Regions from separate parts of the Rattus norvegicus genome. Here region 2 is linked to region 1. A link is a contact called in public Hi-C data. All regions are on one chromosome and are shown on one strand. The core of a region is the stretch at or near the end of the contact, and the rest is flanking DNA. Distances in the headings are between cores, read along the strand shown. Region 1 overlaps Prepl (prolyl endopeptidase-like). Region 2 holds the start of Slc3a1 (solute carrier family 3 member 1).

Evidence for each region. Hi-C and Micro-C count contacts between places; a contact is called where the count stands out from the background.
Region 2: a contact with region 1 is called in a Hi-C map of the A7r5 cell line, with 1.8 times the contacts expected there. The contact joins the promoter of Slc3a1 here to the enhancer-like site in region 1. A contact is called at or near these places in 3 of 12 Hi-C or Micro-C datasets (the A7r5 cell line, kidney and liver).

The regions. Positions count from the first base shown.
Region 1 is chr6:15,351,123-15,357,852 of GRCr8, reverse strand. It overlaps Prepl (prolyl endopeptidase-like), which reads right to left. Exons shown (of 14, transcript NM_001010951.2): 8 at 4,391-4,588; 9 at 2,926-3,101; 10 at 1,355-1,571. Among named protein-coding and RNA genes, the nearest start is that of Prepl, 21 kb to the right of the region's middle. Within about 2 kb of position 1,847, at least 5 of the 93 cell types and tissues checked have an H3K27ac peak or open chromatin away from gene starts, as enhancers often do. A contact at or near this core is called in the A7r5 cell line, where this site is marked.
Region 2 is chr6:15,392,344-15,399,301 of GRCr8, reverse strand. It overlaps Slc3a1 (solute carrier family 3 member 1), which reads left to right and starts at 4,553. Exons shown (of 10, transcript NM_017216.1): 1 at 4,553-5,011. The coding sequence starts at 4,591.

The DNA.
Region 1 (6,730 bases), core at 598-3,097:
CTAGCTATAATGCCGGCTGCCTAACGGGACGGCTGTCCTGATGTGCAAAGCTGCCAGCCTTCTAAGGAGGGCCCTCTATTGCACAGAGGATGACCAAGGAAAGTCTAATTCAGGTGAAGTGTATGTGTCCCCAGCTTTCAGAGGCACCAATGGCAGTGTGAGGTGCTCTGTGATCACCAGTGGCAGCTCCTCTGGGCACTTCCTGGCTCCGTAGCCTCTGGCACTGGTTCTCCACACACCCACTATTACATAGTACTGCAGTAAACCCTTCCTGCTTCAGTTAGCCGTAATTCTGGGTCTTATAATCAATGACTTTGACTCATACATGACACTTGGTGTTGAATATTTAGGCTGTCCCTAATTCTTTACTGTTATGAGCAACTGAATTAAATATCCTTACAAATGTACTTCTGGCTATTTCTAATTTCTAAAAATTGTTAGCTGCATTTTGCTAATTTTTTTTCTTTTTTCTTTTTTTTGGAGCTGGGGACTGAACCCATGGCCTTGTGCTTGCTAGGCAAGTGCTCTACCACTGAGCTAAATCCCCAACCCTGTTAGCTGCATTTTATATTGTGAGCGATTCTGTTATTATCTTTGTGTGAAGGTTTATTTCCTCTACAAAGGATATTAAAAAAAGATTTCTAGATAAAACTATTTAATATTTATTTAACTTACTACTTCTTACACACACACACACACACACACACACACACACCCTGAAAAGAGCTACCCTGAGCCACACAGTCATTGCTTTCCAGAGTATCTAGGCAGGAGACAGGAGAAGATGGGTGCTGCATAGTCTTGGAGAGCAGAAAAGACTGGAGGACATTTCCAGAGCTGAGAGCTCCTCAGAGGACAGGACCTAAAAGACCACCAAGAATGTAGTCTCTACAGCAGGCAAGGTGGTGCATATTGATTAAATCCTGGTGCTTAGGGGGCTGAGGTCAGAGGCTGTGAGTATGAAGCCAGACTGACTTGCTACACAGCAAAAACAAAATGCACAAAATAAGGGAGTGTCTAAGAACAGAGACTTAGTCCCTAAGTCTAGAGTAAGCTGCAGCTGGGCAGGACGCTGTCACACGGACAAGGGCAGTGTGCAGACTCCCAGGACACCCCGCCAGACTCCTGGACTCAGGGCACATATATACATTTCTAAATGTTCTCACAAACAGAAAAGGGTCACAGGGACAGCTATTAGTCTCTCAATGGAAATCCTGCAGAATCCATAAAAGTTGTTGTCAGGGAAGAGTACATAGTAGGATTGAGAGAATTCCACACGTTCTCCCAGAGCCACTGTTCTGTTTAAACCTAAGCGCCACCGTTTCCCCTCTGAGCAGGGGCACAGGGTACTCACCTCCAGGGTCACTGCTCTCAGGAGCTCTGGCTTAGAGTTACACAGTGCTCCCACAAGCACACCTCCAGCACTGAAAGCGCTCAGCGTTGTTAGGCTGGGCTGAGAAAAGCCCTGGCTGTGAAGCGTCTTAATGCAAGCCTCTAAGTCAGCCAGGCCATTGAGCTTTTTAGTTAGACGGCCATCAGCATGCCACTGGAGACCCAGCTCGCCACCACCCCTGTAGTGGAAGAAAACAAAAACGACACGGTGGGGGTCAGCAAACTGTTACAGGCTCGTGTGTGACACACGTGTGTGTTTGTGTGTGTGTGTGTGTGTGTGTGTGTGTGTGTGTGTGTGTCAGGCTTGTGAGCAGCACTCAGCTCAGAATTGCCATCATGCTTTTAAAGGCTGGAGGACACAGCAAGAAGGAATGTGCAACAGAGACTGAGTGGCCTGCAAAGCCCAAACCTGTACTGGAGGCCGTCACAGGAAATGAGCCACCCAAAAAGTCAAACTATCAAGAGAGCCAAAACCTGACTCAACAAATACACTTGACCGCCTTTTGATGACGCACAGACTGCCAGAGAGCAGTCCTTAAACACACACAAGTGCACCCTGGCTCAAGGAAGGCAAACCACAGCTCCAGGTGCGGTGGCTGCTGCTACAAACTTTGCCTGAGCAGAGGAAAGAGCTTAGGTCGAATGAGTCAGGAGCACTGGTGCATTGGGAAGTGACCTGTAACTGAGTTGTGAAGGAAGAGGTTTCTGCAAGGTTAAGGAAGGGGAAACTGAGACCCAGATAAAACACAGCATGTGCTGGGACAGAGGGCGGACCATGCCCTCCGAAGGCATGAGCCAGGGGATGCCAGAGAGAAGCCAGTTCACAAGAATTTTACTAAGAAATTGGGCTTTGTCCTGGAGATAGGGAGGTGGAGAGGGTTCTAAGTGATAGCAGTGTCTTGAGAACAGCTAGAATAAAATGGAAATTGAATGGAGAAAAGAAGTTCAGCTGAAGGAGGCTCTGTAGGAGAAACCTCCTTTAGCCTGCAGTCACAGCACTCGAAGGCCCATGAGTTTGTGGCTACAAAGTAAGACCCTGTCTCAAAAATTGTGAAAACAGAACCCTGAAATCTGGAGACTCATGGAAATAATGATGGCGTTATCTAGGGCGAGCACTACATCCATGCAAAGCCCCCAAATCCACTAAGGAATCTGCTATCTGAGTCAGGATCCTCAGGCTTAGGGATACATAAGTTCAAAACACACGTGAGAAGGTCAGATTTTGTTCCTTTTATACTTGTCTGCCTGCCTGCCTGCCTGCCTACTTGTTTTTTCTCTTTTGCTTGTTTGTTCTGGTCTTTTAAGATAGGGTCTTACTCTGTAGTTGTCAATAGAGGTCTACCTTTCTCTGCCTCTTGAGTGCTGGGATCAAAGGTGTGCCATCACGCCCGCTCCCCTAAAGCACTGTGCATCCTCACGCCCGCTCCCCTAACGCACTGTGCATCCTCACGCCTGGTCCCTTAGCACACTGTTGTTCCAGCAATTGGCACAACGCTCTAGCACTCATCTGCTAGGAGAAACGTGGTGACTCACCTAACATGGCAATATGCTAAGATCCACCCATCATCCACCAAGACCCGCCTTTCAGGCCTGAAGTTCATCTTCAGATCCATTCCGTAAGCTCCATATACGTGCACCAAGAGAGGCTTCCTCTGCAAGTCCTCAGAATCCGTCTTGTGAAAAACCGTCATGGGCACTAGCTTTCCATCCTGGAAATGGAGAACCATTAGCACATAAGGAAACAGCCTTTGCTGTTTGTTTCTTCACAGTCCTCAGGATCAGGGCATGTGCTAGGTAAGGCTCCATTCCCTACACGAGAGGAACTTTAAAATAGCTTAGCCCCAACTTCAGCTACCATGCGCTGCACTCCTGAGTGTGTCACTAACTGGCAGTGGGCACCAGCTCTGGGAGGGTCCAGCATCTGTACAGAGCTGGCTCCCAACCGCCTGCTGGTCTATAATCAGCTGTACAGCTAGCTGCAGCTGGAACACTGGCACAGCTTCTCATAGTAGGAAAGTAACTTGAAAAGCGTTCTTGAGGGCCCAGAACTAATTTACTCCATTTGGGCCAAGACAAAATGCATATTTACGTTGAGATTTTAGTATATCATTCTTCCTATGCCCAGGGATTCTTATCTTTGACTATTTACAAATGTGCTAATTAAAAAGTCCTACTGGCCTCATTTTCTGACCTTAGTAAATATCAAAATGTGAGCTCTTAGCCACCTGCATCTTTAAAGGCTTCTATAATTGTATTAATGTAATTTAAATTATTTACGTGTTTGATCTGCATGTGTGTCTGCACCACATCACATGTGTAGTGCACTGGACACCAGAAGAGGGAGCCACACTCTCTGGGGCTGAGTTTCACATGACTAAGCTTCAATATGCAGGCACTAGGAAGAGAATATGGGTTTCCTCGCTGAAATAAACCCTTTCTCCTCTAACTTGTTCATGGTTATACTGTGTTTTCTCACAGCAGTAGAGGCCCTAACTAAGGCAGAGGGGTCACCGAAGTACTGCCTGAGTAGGTAAGACCCCCGTAGCACCTGTCCACTGTGCTCAACCTGCTTTCCTCTGTAGTTGTCAACACACAGGTAGTGACTGCTTGGGCCCGGGCACTGTGGCTGCCACAGTGAAGCCTCCTGAGGGCAAGCACTGTACTGCTCTAGGCTGCTCTACTCAGCTATGTCCATCCTTTCCAAATGACTGCCATAACTGTACCAACTGTGCCTCTTTACTTCGTATTAATTCAACTTTAAAAGTCAAACATAAGCAAGTGAAATGAAAGGCTTAGCACTCTAGTCAGAGATTTTTAAAACCATGTTAAAGCTAAAAGAAAAAAAATCTATGTATTCCTAAAATCATCGGGACCTTCCATGGCGTAAGGGGTTTTCAGAAAATGGTGTCGATGTGACCCTGAAGCTGACCCTGAAGCTGACGTCAGGCACGAGGCCCCTTCAGTATCTGGAGCTGAAGGCAGAGCTTACCACACCTACCTTGCTTTTGGCTTCTATGCGTAAAACTCGACTGGTCTTTGTGATTGGATCTTCGTGACCAGTTTCCTCAAACAGTTTGCCCTCTGCAAATTTGTATGTGTAATATTTTGGGGGTCTTATTGGGGAGCAAAGCTGGAAGGGGCAGTTCTTCGGGTCAGAATTTGTATCCATTATGAATCCACAGGCCCAAGGAGGCAGCTGAAGGACAAAAGCCATTTTCACTGATTAATATTAAAGTTTCTGAGTCTGCTGCAGGCAAAATGATGTGGACAGCTATTTTACTTTCTATTATTATATGATACATCATTTAAGAATTACTTCATTGTGACAACATGGATTTCAAGTATACAAATGAAATCTTATACAAATTACCAGCAAGATAAAGAAAAGTGTAGGAAAGATGGTTTATCGCAGGTGTAGTTACGGGAAATTCCTTTTGACATGAGGTTTATTTGGGGACAGACACTTGGGTGATGAAATGACCAAATGGCTACAGATAAGAGCAAATGTGGCAGTAATGCAGGCCCAGCAGCAGCCTGTGCCCTGCTCTTACTGAAGTATGATCCTCACGTGGACGTTCTGAATGATGTTCCCACCAGTCCTAGCCTGCTGCCTGGACAGTGGTGATGAGAGTTATTATCCCGGGGCTACCAGCAGGCTCAGCAGCACTAAAGCATTTACCGTTTGTTTCTAACTTTAGCTCCGAGGCTGACCATTGTGCAGAACAAAACCTTTCCAGGCACAATGACTCAGAGAGACTCAAAGCTATTATGCTCAAGATTCTTAACTTTAAGAAGAAAGGAAAGGAATCAAAATTTATTCTCTTAGAGCAGCAGGGTCCAGCGTCAAGCCTTCCTCTAACGCCCCACTTACAGCTTTTAAAGAAGCCTGGTAAGCAGGCCGACAGAGTGCTCGGAAGCACTGAAGTAAGAATGAGAAGAAAATTGCTTTTCTTTCCGAGTAATTGCAGAAAGAGCAAATTCCTTAGAAAATCAGAGGTCTTAGCCCAGCAACATCAGTGGCAGGCACTGCTGAAAAGGAGGAAGGGCTGTGGGCATCGAGAGGCCGGGCTTTCACCTGTAGAAGCCACAGCCAGACAGCACTCTGCTCAGACACATTGCCCCCATTTAAGCTGGGGTCTCCTGTTAGGAAAACTAACAAGGACATACATGTACGGCAGATCCTATGGGAATGAGATACTGGGAGTCTGGTACAGGAACAGGAACAGGATTCCTTGGCCCACAGTTTGGCTAAGTTTCTTCTGCCTTTCAGTAAAACTTAACTATGACCTTGGAGTACATTGTTTTAGCTTTAGGACAACTGGGACCAACAAATCAAACTCTGGGTTTTTCCAAAGCCAAAGACCAAGGTCAAAGCTTTAATCCTAACAAGAACTGCTTCAAGGCTCTGGACTCTGAAGCACTTGTGCAGCTGATGCAGAAGTATTAGCTGTCTCAAGGGCATCTTACTGAGCTGAAATGCACTGAGAGAGGTTTGCCCTGGAAATAGACTCTGCTGCAAATAAAGCCGATGACAGCATAGAGCAAACCCTTCCTGGGTTTGGGGGTGGGGGCGATGTATGGCTTAGTGGCTGAGTTCTCTAGTACATTTAAGGCCCTGGGTTTGCCTCCTACTATTACAACAAACCATCCTCAACTTATTTTTCAGGCATTACAATCAAATAGTCTTCTTCTGTGGAAAAATCAGAAAATACTAATGACATGGGGACCAATGATAAGTAAATATACAGAAAATTTAATGCTTCCGTTGTGAGAGACTGTGTTTAGAAAGATCATCAGTCAAGTGTCCACTAGGCGTAGATGTTATAGACCCAAACTATCATTAACTCACACCGTGGTTACTGATTTATGTACGGCATGGGCTGTGGCTATTTACCAGTGCTGTCTAGCATCATACGATGATAAAATGACTTTTATGTAGCGTCTAGTGTGTACTAAAGCATTTGATCTTCTTTGATGATGACCTAAATCAATATTCAGGGTATAGCGGGGACTTACAGTTTGGAACAGGTCAGAGAGCAATAAGAGAAGTGATAAGGCAGAAACTAGGGACAGCGCTCAATGTGAAGTAGCAAGGGGGGGGGGCACCTTCAAGTAAAAATACTTAAGACAAATAAGAGAAGGTCATGCTTACTTAGAAGTCTCGTCTTAGGGGCTGGGATACAGCTCAGTGGTAGACTGTTGCTTAGCACACACAAGGCCTTGGGTTTGAACCCAGCACCACATAAAATCAGATATAGTGGTCCATGCCGATAACCCCAGCGCTTAGGAGGCAGAGGCAGGGGGATTTCTGTGAGTTTGAGGCCAGACTCGTCTGCAG
Region 2 (6,958 bases), core at 3,304-5,803, 39 kb before region 1:
AGCAAGAGGTTTGTACATGAAAACAAATGTTCTCTTTAGACCCTTTTTGGTTTAATGCAGGTCCCTCAAGACCTGTATTGAGGAATGCAAGAAGTATGTCTTTGCTCAAGCAAGTTATTTGCTGGTAGGCGCACCTGCACTGGTCTACAACGGTTCTCTGAGGGAATCCACCACCCGACAACCTTCCTCCTGCTCATTATTGCATCAAGGTTCAAAGCTGGGGCTTCCCACGTGCTAGGCGGGCACTTACTGCCCAGCACACCCATGCTCCTCTGGTACTAGCGTCGCCATCCCACGCATTAGTCAGTGTGCTTTACGCTCAGGGAATAGGAAGCCATTGTGCCCCCCGCATCAGCATCCCTCTCTGAGAGATGGATTCTCACTCAAGACCAGAAGTGCAGGAAAGGCTGGGAGGAAGCAGCAGCAGCACATTTGGTGTCTGGGCCAAAGTCAGCACTGCTTTTCCTAGGAACTACGGAGCAAACGGGGGTCAACTTTTAGGAAAAGCCACTGAAGGGTTTCCTGGGGATTTCAGATCTGGGTGACTCCGTTTTGAAGTTCCACAGAAAGGTAAACTTTGCTGGGGTGAGTTTAACACCTGTTTCAGCTGCATGGCTACGTGTCGAAATGTGCTTGCTCACAGCACTGGAGTGTAAGCCCCTTAGCTGGGGTTTAGTGTGCCCAGATAAGAAAAGCAGAATTAGACTTGGTTGGAATTCGCTCTTTTCATGTTTGGGAGGTAGCTAAAATCATAAAGCCACCACCCAAAGACTGAGAAGTTGGCTCTGTGAAATAACTTGAAAAGGGAATTAATTCCTTTTGGGGGAAAGACCTTCATGAATGACGAGACCATCAGGGTCAAAAATAGCCCATGAAAAGCAACAGAGTAAAGCTGTAGATGCCGTGCAATGCCTGTCTCTATGCGTGGATGACAGTAAAGATGCCCAGTCCTGAGGATCATGTTGGATCCCTGGAGCCCGCGTGGTAGAAGGAGAGAGGTGATTTCCACGGGTGGACCTCGGACCTCTAAGTGCATTCTGTGATGCACCTGTACACAGGTGTACCCAACACACCGTGCAGTTTAAAAACTGCTTCACTCAACTGAACACACATTACTCCCGGCATTTTGGGAGGCAGAGGCAGGCAGATCTCTGAGTTCAAGGCCAGCTTGGCCTACAGAGTGAGTTCCAGAACAGGCAGGGCTCCACACACAAAACCTGTCTTGAAACACACACACATTCTACTAGCTGCTCTTGTAGTGGTCCAGGGTGCTATTCCCAGTACCTACATGGTGGCAACCATCTGTGATGCCAGCCCCAGAGGATCTGATGTTCTGTGCTTGCACTCCCGTCTTCCATGGTACCTGACATGTACGTACATGGTGCACAGATAAGGGTGCATGCAAAGTGCCCGTAAAATGGAAAATTACTAAAATGTGAGTAGAGAGGACTGGGCTCTGGTCTGGGTACACCTGGCACGTTACTGACAGCTCCCTGCAGCATCTCAGAGGTTGACCTAATGTGGCTTCCAGCTCTTTTGTTCTGAGTGAAGTTCTTAACCACTTGTAGCCTTTTCCCTGTATTGCCTGCGTATTGCCTTTGTTCCTTTGTCAACCTTTCTGTGTCAGTTTGTGATACAGATTTCTACAGTCTGAAGTGTCACATGTCAGAGATATTACAACAAACGTGTTCCTCTAGCTGTGTGTGCTTTTCCCTTATTTAAGATTTGCATATTTATGATTTTATGCACATGGGTGCTCTGTGTTCAGACACCTCAGAGAGCATCAGATCCTGCTTCAGATGGGTGTGAGTCACCACATGGTGACGGGGGAAGATCCACTGCTCTCAGCTGCGGAGCCATCTCTGCAGACCTTCCTATCTAAGGTGGACGCCCCCCCCATCCCCTAGGCTCTAGGATTTATATTTTGCTTTGTATTTAGGAAAGCTTTTCTACTCCAGGATTGTTTTTATGTATTTTTTAAAAATCCTTAAATTTTACCTTTTTTTTACTTTTAAAATCGGTGTACATAGAAATTTTTTTTTTTAAGGAGTAAGGTTAGCTTTATGTTCTATGATCTTCCCAGATAGCCAGTGGTCCAACACTACGTATTGTCTCTGTATTAAGTTCTCTTTTATGCTTTATATGCATTTATATATGCACATATATGCATAGTCACATAGTCATGATCCCAAATATTTCCACATTCCTTTGTCTCAAGTCCAAACTCTCATTTTTGTGTAGTTTCTGTTTCAATATAGGACTACCCTCAGTTACCCCTACAAATGTCAGAGCTCTCGGCACACATTGCCAAATTACTTGGTAGGTTCCGTTTGTCAAGTTACATTGTACCCTTATCTGAAGAAACATATACATAAAATTCACCAGCATACACTTTGATATTAAAGGTAAGTGCTTTGGTTGCTTGTGGCAGACATATGCCTCAACTTGTGTCTGCTCTCAATGATTGCCTTGGGATATAGAAAATTGAAAGGTGTTAGTCTAGTGGGTCAAGCACTGAGCTCATGATTTGTTTAATTGTTAAAAGCACCCTCCAGTGGGTTCAATCCCCAGCTCCGAAAAAAAGAACCAAAAAAAAAAAAAAAAAAAAAAAAGCACCCTCCAGGCCAAAGCCCAGCTGATTAGTCCAACTCATACAGTCTGCATGCTGAAGGGTTGTGTTGTCTCAGTCAAATTCGGGGAGGATGGACATGGATGTTTCTATGGTGTATTTATTATGTGTCTGACAGATAATGCAGTATCAAAACATGGAAGGCAACTCACTTCATTAGCTACCTCTGAATTCAAGGCTAGTGTTGTCCATCCACTCTAGAGACTTCCAAGCCAGCCAGGGATACATCGTGAGACTTGGTCAAAACAAACAATAGCACACAACTGCTTCTTTACAAAAGTTTTGGGTATAATTAATAATGGTGAGAAACAACATTGTAGTTTATGCAAGTTTCTGAGAAGGGATTCACATTTCTGTGTTTTCATGACATTAAACCAGAACAGGTCACTGGTTACACAAGATGCCCTTCAGAAGCCCCTGTGGTGTTGGGCACCCAGAGAAGACAGTGGAGTCTGAACGTCTCATGCACCCCGCACCCCACCCAACACAAGAATGATAAAAACATTTTAATTAAGAAAACACCTCCTGGGCTGGGGAGATGGCTCAGCGGCTAAGAGCACTGACTGCTCTTCCAGAGGTCCTGAGTTCAAATCCCAGCAACCACATGGTGGCTCACAACCATCTGTAATGGGATCTGATGCCCTCTTCTGGTGGGTCTGAAGACAGCTACAGTGTACTTATATATAATAAATAAATAAATCTTTAAAAAAAAAAAGAAAACACCTCCTGTCTAATCAAAGCCCTCAAGTGTGACTGATCATCTTATTTCTTGAGGCCTGGGGAATCTCTGAGGCCAGCCTTTCAACAGTTTCTGGGGACTTGCAAATGTGTTCTACACTTGTCAATGATTAAACAACTACTTAGTATGAGGATTAAGGACTGTTTGCCTGTAGTAAAACACTTGAACTTGCAAGGCTCAGCATCCCATTCCCCCACCTTTTCTGGAAGTGCTTACAAGAATGTTAAACCACATTCTTCTCTGAAATCAGGATCAAAGGCCTGAGGTTGAACTGAGCACACACATGCCTTGCTTAGTCATACACAAGGGCTGTCTGGAGTCGGCCTGAGCTGACATGAAATGAGCTTCAGCGACAAAATGCAGTCCCCTGTCTCCAGAGCTGCTGCTGTGGATCTGTAGGGGAACACCTGCAAACAAAATGGACAGCCAGCTTCTCCTTAGAAAGTTTGAGATCATTTTTCTACCTAGCTAAAGAAAGAAAATGTCAATGTTTTTCAACCATTGTGAAACAACACTATTATACCCACTTAATAACTGGCTCGGTGGCAGTGTGTCTGCATTATTGTAGTACCACAATTGTCCATCTCTAAAACTCATCAAAATCCCTAGCTAGAATTCTATTCCATTGGCCAACACTTTCCCACAGTTCCTCCTAAACCCCCAACCACTGTTCTGTTCTGTGCTTCTGTGAACATAGATTCCTTCTCTAAGTGGAACCACACAATATTTGTGTGGCTGTGGTTATTTTCCACTCAGCGTAATGCCCTTGAGGTCCATCCATCCTGTAGTGTGTGTCAGACTTGGCTTCCCTTTCAGGGAATAATTTCTCCTGTACGTCCATTTCACATTCACATGATGATGGGTGCATCTCTGGGTCACCTCCACCTTTTGTAGATTTGTGAATGGAATTACTGTAGGCAGTTGGAACTCACACAAGTAGCATCTTACGGTGTTTGGAAGCCCGCCTCTTCTCCCCAGTCTCCTCCCCCATGTACTGTTACTGTAGCTGAGTCAACCACCTGGTGTAAAGATCATTTGTGCACACACCCCCTCCCCCTGACCCCCTTTACTAAACTTTACCCTTTCTTCCTTGGCTGGACTTTGTCCAGCCAGGATTATTTATAAACCATTCAAAGCTCATTAATAAACCACAGCACCCAGCAAGCCACCTTTTCACTCTGTCCCTACTGGAAAGCACTGGGAAGAGCTGCACCGGATAGACATGAATGAGGACAAAGACAAGAGAGACTCTATCCAGATGAGTATGAAGGGATGCCGGACGAATAACGGGTTTGTCCAAAATGAAGACATCCAGGAGCAGGACCCAGACTCCAGGGACACTCCACAGTCCAACGCTGTTAGTATCCCTGCTCCAGAGGAGCCTCAACTAAAGGTGGTGCGGCCCTATGCAGGGATGCCCAAGGAGGTGCTGTTCCAGTTCTCTGGCCAGGCTCGCTACCGGGTGCCTCGGGAGATCCTCTTCTGGCTCACCGTGGTCTCCGTGTTCCTGCTCATCGGAGCCACCATAGCCATCATCATCATCTCTCCAAAATGCCTTGACTGGTGGCAGGCAGGTCCCATGTACCAGATCTACCCGAGGTCTTTTAAGGACAGTGACAAGGATGGGAATGGAGACCTGAAAGGTGGGTGTTCGGCGCTTAGGACCAGTGGAGGGTGGTTTGTGGGCCAACTCCCAGCTTCCTGGAAACCACTTTGTGCCTGGCTTGTGTGGTAAACACATTCCAGGATGGCTGGCACCCGTTCCCCTGGGAGTTCATTCAAGCACCACTCAGCAGAAGCCCGCAAGCCTTGCTCCTGATGCAAGGCTCTTTGCTGAAGGATTCAGAACCAAGGGGTTGTTTAATCTCTTGCCCACTAAACCCACGCACATATTCATTCACCCATCAATCCTAAAATCTGATTTTGTGGCTCCGTGTTTCATCTGAGACTGGCTCTCTGGGGACAGGCACAGTGTGTTCTTTAGCTGAGAGTTTATTAATAAATACATCGTGTTATACAAATGTCTGCAGAAGGGATGACTGTCTTCAAGTTTCAATCCTGAGAGATAAGAGAAGGCTAAAGGCTCACCAGTTGTTGCCTAATAAAGGGTTCTCCACAGCGGCAGCCATATTGATAGAAAAATAGAACCAAACGTTTGGATTTTTTTTAAATTAAGCTAAAAGTTCTGTATGTCATTTCTTATCCTTATAAGTGGATTATAATATATGTTCCATCAGCCATATTAAGATTGAAACTGTGCTAGACAGTGGGTGTAAACTAGATTGGCTCATGAGTCACCATGGTTTAGGACACAAGAGAGCTGGGTGCTGTCCCTCTGGCTTGTAATGCTAGCCCTGAGGAGGCTGAGGAAGATTGCCAGGGCTAAAATCAAAACAGAAAGTGGGGAGGGGGAGAGAGAGAAGGAGGGAGGAGGGGAGACAGAGACACACAGAATTATAAAAAGGGAGTGCAGTGAGAAGAAATAAACTAGGAAGGAAATTCTTTTCTTGCAATGATTATTTGTTTGAAGGAAAAACCAAGATGGTGTGGTAGAGTGAGTTTGTCTTTAAAATGTCATATGTTCAAAGCCCCCAGACTTCCTTAATGAAAGGCTTCTTTGTTTTGTACTCTGTCCTGTTTGTCCCCCTCCCACCCCTGACTTTTTCTCCACACTCTCCGTCTGGGGTGGATCCCCAGCTTTGCCCTGTGAGACAAGTTTCAGCAGCCTTTCCACTCTTAAAAATAGTTTCTCCATCTTCACTATCTGGAGAACTATGTATCTGTCCCCAGGGGCACGACTCAGAGCTGCCACCTTCTTGAGGCTTTATCTTTCACCTTCATCATGGTCCCTTGCTGCTTTGGACGTTATGCCCCTTGGCACTGCCTGCAAGCTCCTGTTTCCCCTCCTACTCAGCAAATGTTGGCAACCTCGGATTTGACAATCCAGAACCAGGGACACACTTCTGCCTCCTGGGCCTGCCTCCAGCTCGCTCCTAAGTGGCTTCCAAGTCCCCACAGACATGCAGTTTCTAGTCAGCTCTGTGTGTCTTCTGTTTTACCTTTGGAAACAGTCGCTTCCTGATATCCAGTAGGTACTGTTCCTCAAGTTCAAGGATTCTGTTATTCTGAAGAAATTGCCCCATGTTTGGTTTTAGTGTTGCCTTCTGTCTCTCCAAAGATGGGACTAGGGTCCCTCAGTCCCTTGGTGGTATGTCGTTCCCGACCCCCAGCTGCCCCAGTCTTCTCCCTTCCTTATGCTGGAGTAGCCACTCTGCTCCAGGGAACCCTGCGTCCTCAGTCCTGTGCTTGCTTGGGGTGTAAGTGGAAATATTTCTGCCGCCAGCTGTCGCCCTGAAATGCTGTAGCCAACTGGAAGGCAGCACAGCAAGCACCTGCTACAGCAGGATGGGCATATCCAGGTGCTCAGTCTCCATTCTCAACAGGGCAGCTAGGTCCTGCTGAGTGACAGAGAAACGCAGAGACTGATTCCACAGGGCCCCAGTCAGGGTTCTTGATGGGAGGCGTAGGCTGGAATAAAAGGGAAGAGAAATGCACAGCAAAGCAGTCCTGGCCAAGGTGTGGCCATCTCT